Linked DNA regions of Mus musculus: region 1 is linked to region 2. A link is a contact called in public HiChIP or PLAC-seq data. All regions are on one chromosome and are shown on one strand. The core of a region is the stretch at or near the end of the contact, and the rest is flanking DNA. Distances in the headings are between cores, read along the strand shown.

Region 1 (3,229 bases), core at 186-2,685, 1.4 Mb after region 2:
CAGGCATAAATGTTATTCCCATTTACAGATAAGGAAACCAACACAGGGGGCAGCCCACCAAGCCATGGGGCACGTGGCTACCATCCCATCCCAACTATACAATGCAATGCAAACAGGACTGTGATAAGATGGCTCAAGTTATAGTTCTGTCACCAGCACACTGTCTCTGGGCCTCCCTGGGCTCCAGTCTAGAGATCTGTGGAAAGTTCTTTGGAAATTTTCCATCACAGAGTGTTCAAGATTTGAGGCTGCGCTGAGGGTAAGGCCTCATGTACCTAGCAAACTTGAAGGAACCCATACAACTTGCTGTATACCCTCCTACCTGAGGCTGGGCCCTCCACATAGAGCTCATTCTCTATGCCCGACAGCCACTCTGGCCTTGCTAACTCGTTTGCACACTCATGTCATCGTTCGTTCATTTGTGGCTCCACAAGCTATGCACACTAACTCACATATCTGAAATCTCTGACTTCGTTATCTTACATCCTGGTTCATGTTTATACTCCTTTATACACCACTCACCCATGTTTCTTCATATCCAGCTACACTGGCACATACATAAACTTAACACATTCACTACTGTGCTGTTCACACGTGCTTCCTGCGGCTTCTTTTGCCCCACCCCCAAACTCTTTTTTGGAGACAGGGTCTTGCTATGTGGCCCTGGCTGACCTGAAACTCACTCTATAGACCAGGGTGGCCTCGGACTCACAGAGATCCATCTGCCAGCCTTTGCCTCCCGGGTGCTAGGATTAAAGCCATCGCTACGGGCTCTCTTGATTTTATGCAACGGCCTGTGCTCGCTCATATTCTCAGATTACTGTTGGCTCGAAAGCTTCCTCACAGTCACACACTTGGCGCTCACACTTCTACTAAAGAACAATGTCACACTCTCTCCCATACCTGCTCTCACCCTAACACTCTCTCACCCTTGCTCATACTCATCCCCACTCGCTTTCTCACCCCTAATAAAGTCCATGTTCTCACATCTCCCCTCACCCATTCGGGCCCTCACACCCGCTCGCTCTCTCACATACGCCCTTACTCTCAGGCTGACACACCTGCTTTCTGACACCTACTCACCCTCACATCTGTTTCTTCCACCAGCTCACCCTCACATCTGCTTATTCCGCACGAGCTCCCACTCACCCTCACATCTGTTTCTTCTCACACTGACACGATCGCTCTCCCCCTCAAACCCTCTCATCCTCACTCACTTCCTCGCCCTCACATTCATAGCTCCCATATTGCTCTCATCCGTGCCCTCTCCTTCCCGCTCACACTCTGCCCGTTCTGTCCGGGGAGAGCCTCGCTGCCCGACGTTCCCGCATTGTGACGCGGAAGATGAAGCAGTCCCATTGCCGCCACAGCCGGGCTCACCTTCATGTCAGGAGACCGGCCAGACCCATCAAGCACGGCCGGAAGACGATTTAATCAACCGGAAGTCCCGCCCACTGGCCTCCACAAGCTCCCGCTGCGCCACGCCAGCTTCCTAGATGCCTTGCGCACGGCACGCTGGGATGGGGCGGGACCGAGATGGCTGGAGGGCGGAGTTAGAGGTGGAGCCTCGTAGCGACCGGCGAGCTGGAGAAGGGCTGAGAGTGGATCGGGACCGTCAGTTGGATGAAGACAGAGCTGAGTGTGCGGAACGTGTACTTCGTAGCCGTAGGTGCTGTTTCCGCTCCTGCAGCCAGTCCCTCTATTGATCAAGGGCCTGTCGTACAGCAGAATAGTGGGGTCAGATCCCGAAATCCTCCCAGAGAAGTTGGTGGTGATGTTGAACATCCCCTCTCCGGGATTGATGGCTGGCTGCCTCAGCACTGTGCTGAAGTCTACATTACGTCCACTTATGTGACCACCAAGGCCTTTAGGGTCTTGGGAACCCATCCCTGTCAAGTATGGGGGACGTGGGTCACTATGCGCATAGTCAGTTCCGTAGTCTCCCAGATGTGTCAGGACAGACTGTGCGCCAAGTCTTTGAACCTCCACATTATCCCAGTTGCCACATTTCTGTCACTATCTATAGGTTTGCAGTGCCCACTACACTGTCTCCAGTAGAGACACTGCTCCAGGCAATATAACATCCTTCTCCAGATGGCCTAGCACAGCGAACATTCTATCTGCCTAAATCCCAGAGCTGTCTTGGTCCTCGTTTTTGGTCTTGCAAATTGTAGGAGCTAGAACCCACAGAGGCAGACACCACGCTCCCCACCCCCATCTCAGCTTTAGCAAGAGGAGCCCAGACACTTCTTCGAGTGGGTTGAAAGCACACGTGACCAGCATTTTTATTTTTCATCAAGCTGACTAGTCCCCACCCCCATCCCTTGCTGTTCCCAGCAGTTTCCTGCAGAAACCACATTTGGCCTGTCCACACCCAGTTAAACCCTCTGGCCCACTCCACTATGGTCTGTTCCAGGATTTGCAGTGCGGCTGTTTCCCCATTCCTGCTGCTGCAGAGGTTTCTCACTGAGCTGAGCTTCGTGTTCTTCCTTCCGAATCACGTTTCCTCCTTTCTCTTCCCCATATTTTCTGCCAGCTGTCCCCCAAGCCTTTCTACAGGGGCGGGGCTGGGTGTGTATGCTAAGGCATGCTGTGCATCACCATCTGCTTTCCTGGCATCCAGCTCAGCACCCTACTAGGAACAAATGCCCAGAACAGTGATTCCAAGTGGGCAGAACTCTGGAGAGGTGGATGTCCTGAGAATTGTTCAGTCCAAGCAATACTAAAGAGACCATCATTCTTTTAAACCAGCGAAGGCATTTGGATCTGACTGATGTAAGAGGTCTTTGAGCTAAAGACTTGGCAAAGTCCACTAAGGATTCCACTCCCAGTCTGTGTTGCAGACTCTTAAGAACAGAAAGGAGAGAAAAACAGAACTCAAGACCAGCCCCTTTCAGGGTTCCATTAGACAGATGCTCAGGAGCCTGTTGAGCTGTACCCACAAAGTCTGCCCTGCCCTCACCTGCACAGCCTGACAAAGGGTGCCCCAGATCTCTGGTATGTGTGTGTAGGTGAACACTGGCTTCTCTCCCCTCCACGGTATTAGGAGTGAACTCAGGACTAAACACCTACTTGGCCAACACTCTACCAATGAACTATGTTTCCAGCCCCAAACTGATTTCAAGTGTTTAGCCACCTTTTAGTCACACAGAAAATACAGAAAGATGGATAGAAAAGACCAAGAGAATCAGAACTAAAGCATTAACACTCCGTATTAGTGAATCCATTC
Region 2 (2,888 bases), core at 284-2,783:
AGTGTCTCTCTTAGGGTAGTTTCTAATGCCTGGCTTCCCCTGGCCTCTATCATCCTTAGCTGGTATCACAGGCCTGTTCTACCAGGAGCAGCTGGATTTGCATTTAGTCTTACAACTATGAAGCCCACTTCACTCTCATTGTATTAATGGGAATGTAGTCGGTATTTATAACAGTTACATTAAAATGTCACACTTGAAAATGGAGGCATTACAGGTGTGTGTGTGTGTGTGTGTGTGTGTGTGTGTGTGTAACACTTGAAAGTTCTAAGGCAGGCCCGGGAACTGATAGGGGACAACTCAATTTCCTTACATTGATTTATATGAGTATACGAGGGAGAAAGACGACTTTTTTTAGACTGCCTCATGAAGCTCAGGCTGACCCTGAGTTCCTGACCCTCTTGCCTCAAATCTCTCATATGCTAGGATTACTGGTGTGTGCTGTCACACCTGCCTGAGTTTTGGTAGCGTAGGCTACAAAGTGAGATATTGTCTCAAAAGGAAGAAAAATGTGCCTAGATTTTAAGTTTAAATTTCTAGGCCAATTTCCCACCATGGAGAAGCCACATCTTCATTGCCAGCAGCCCAATTTCTTCTGGCTTCCCTATGAAACCCTAGAATCTTGGGCATGCTAGGCCAGGCCAGCTTGTTATCCTCCATGCTATATATCCTCAAACCTGAAAGATTTGGAATATAGTGAAAAATCTCCAGATTGGGACTGGAGAGATGGCTTGGAGGTTAAGAATGATTGCTGCTATTGCACAGGACTGAAGTTCAATTCTCAGCACCCAGTCAAACAACTCAAAAGCCCCTGTAATTCCAGGTCCAGAGGATCCACTGGCTTCTGGGCGTATCCGCTAACACATGGCATACACAGACACTTCAAATAAAAATATAAAGGGCCCCCAATGGAGGAGCTAGAGAAAGCACCCAAGGAACTAAAGGGAACTGCAACCCTATAGGTGGAACAACAATATGAACTAACTAGTACCCCGGAGCTCTTGTCTCTAGCTGCATATGTATCAAAAGATGGCCCAGTAGGCCATCACTGGAAAGAGAGGCCCATTAGACTTGCAAACTTTATATGCCCCAGTACAGGGGAACGCCAGGGCAAAAAAAGGGGAGTGGGAAGGTGGGTATGGGGAACTTTTGGGATAGCATTGGAAATGTAAATGAGGAAAATACCTATTAAAAATGAGAAAAAATATAAATAAATGAAATTGAGTCTTTTTGTTGTTGTTTTTCTCTGTCTTACCATGTAGCACTGGCTCTGGAATCCACCAGGCTGGTCTCAAGCACACTGAGAGCCACTTACTGGCCTCTGCCTCTGGTGCTGGGGATAAAAAGTGTGCGCAACCACAACATAAGAGCAAATATAATATTTTATATATATATATCGTCTTTCCAAAAGAAAAAAAAGGAGACTATCTTCAAATCCCTGAAAAGAACCTCACATAAGCTCAGGAATCCTGAGAATGGAGCACTACCGGGCCAACCCCGTGCCCCTGCTTATCCCAGAGTGCTCGAGTCAGGCGCATGCGCAGTCGCGCACGGAACCCAGGCGCGCCGGAACCCTGTGAGCAGATCCAGGCCCTGGCGGAGGCGGTCCGACTGCGAACTCTTCCGACACCAGTGACATGAGGCTGTGGCCGCAGGCATGGGGTGCCGTCCGGGGCGCTTGGCGCGAGTGCTTCCCTCTGCAAGGTCACGATGTAGCACGCTGGTTCCCCGGCCACATGGCCAAGGGTGAGGCCAGCATGGGCTGCAGGCGGCACGGGCGCCGGTCCTGGCGGTTCCTTGGTTCGCCTTCCTGGCATCGGGTTGGAGAGCTGTTTTGTGCTTGATACTTTTGAGACGCACTGAGTGGTCCCTTTAAGTCACATGCAAGCTGATGTCTGAGTTTATAGGTCACAACTTGGCCCCAGGCAGCTGTAGACGTAGTGCGGTCCTAGGCTGCTGTTTGCTGTGGTCTTGGCTGCCGCAGCCATGCGAGATTATAGTGTGTGGCAGAAAAGGCGCCGGGAGTGTGAGTGGACAGGTGGCAGTTGCGGTGCGGAGCCTCAGTGTTTCTGTGCAGTGAGGGTATTAAGTCCGCACAGTATCAGGAACTTCCTGATTAAGACCATCTTGTGTGAAATGTACCTTCCAGAACCATCGGGGCACCGTGGAACGTGGCTCAGAATGCTGCCTCCTTTAACCCTGTGTGCACTGATGGTTCTCAGATGTATTCCCCTAGGAGAACTTAAACTTGCCCCCTTTGGCTGTTTCCTTAGTGCCCCTCTATTTTCTAGGACTAAAGAAGATGCAGAGCAGTCTGAAGTCGGTGGATTGTGTTATCGAGGTTCATGACGCCAGGATATCCTTTTACGCTGTAGAGGGGAGCACCTCTGCTCGACTGTAAAGGCAGCAGCAGGATGCTTTCCTGGTTCCTCTCCATCTCCTTCAGACAGTTTAGTCTGCTCTGCCTCTGGTCCATCATTATGTCTACAGCTGCGACAGCTTCTTTTGTAATTACTGGGACATAAAGCAGTGTTTTCCAATTCTCATTACACATTAGAGTTCCCGGGAGGCTTTTACATCAATAGCTAGGGCCCTTTTAGATCAGAATCTCCCTCGTGGGGTCTAGGCTGGTGTTTTTATTTTTAGGCTCCCATCTGATATCTCTCCCCCCCCCCCCCCCCCAGACAGGGTTTCTCTTTATAGCCCTGGCTGTCCTGGAACTCACTCTGTAGACCAGGCTGACCTTGAACTCAGAAATCCGCCTGCCTCTGCCTCCCAAGTGCTGGGATTAAAGGCGTGTGCCACTACGCCCGGCCCATCTGATATCTTATTTGTCTCAGCCTCTTGTTTACTTTGATATTTTTAGGGGTAAATTATGAAACCGGAGATGA

Evidence for each region. HiChIP or PLAC-seq counts read pairs in DNA pulled down with a chosen protein or histone mark.
Region 1: an H3K27ac HiChIP or PLAC-seq map of embryonic stem cells shows a contact between it and region 2, with 3 times the contacts expected there. The contact joins the promoter of Chid1 here to the promoter of Mtg1 in region 2. A contact is called at or near these places in 3 of 39 promoter capture datasets (the C10 cell line, cranial neural crest and pre-B cells) and 2 of 115 datasets of contacts at active chromatin or transcription factors (embryonic stem cells and pancreatic cancer cells).

What each region holds. Positions count from the first base shown.
Region 1 is chr7:141,538,393-141,541,621 of GRCm38.p6, forward strand. It overlaps Chid1 (chitinase domain containing 1), which reads right to left and starts at 1,436. Exons shown (of 13, transcript NM_001142681.2): 1 at 1,381-1,436.
Region 2 is chr7:140,136,031-140,138,918 of GRCm38.p6, forward strand. Mtg1 (mitochondrial ribosome-associated GTPase 1) reads left to right here and starts at 1,534. Exons shown (of 11, transcript NM_199301.2): 1 at 1,534-1,743; 2 at 2,289-2,353. The coding sequence starts at 1,635.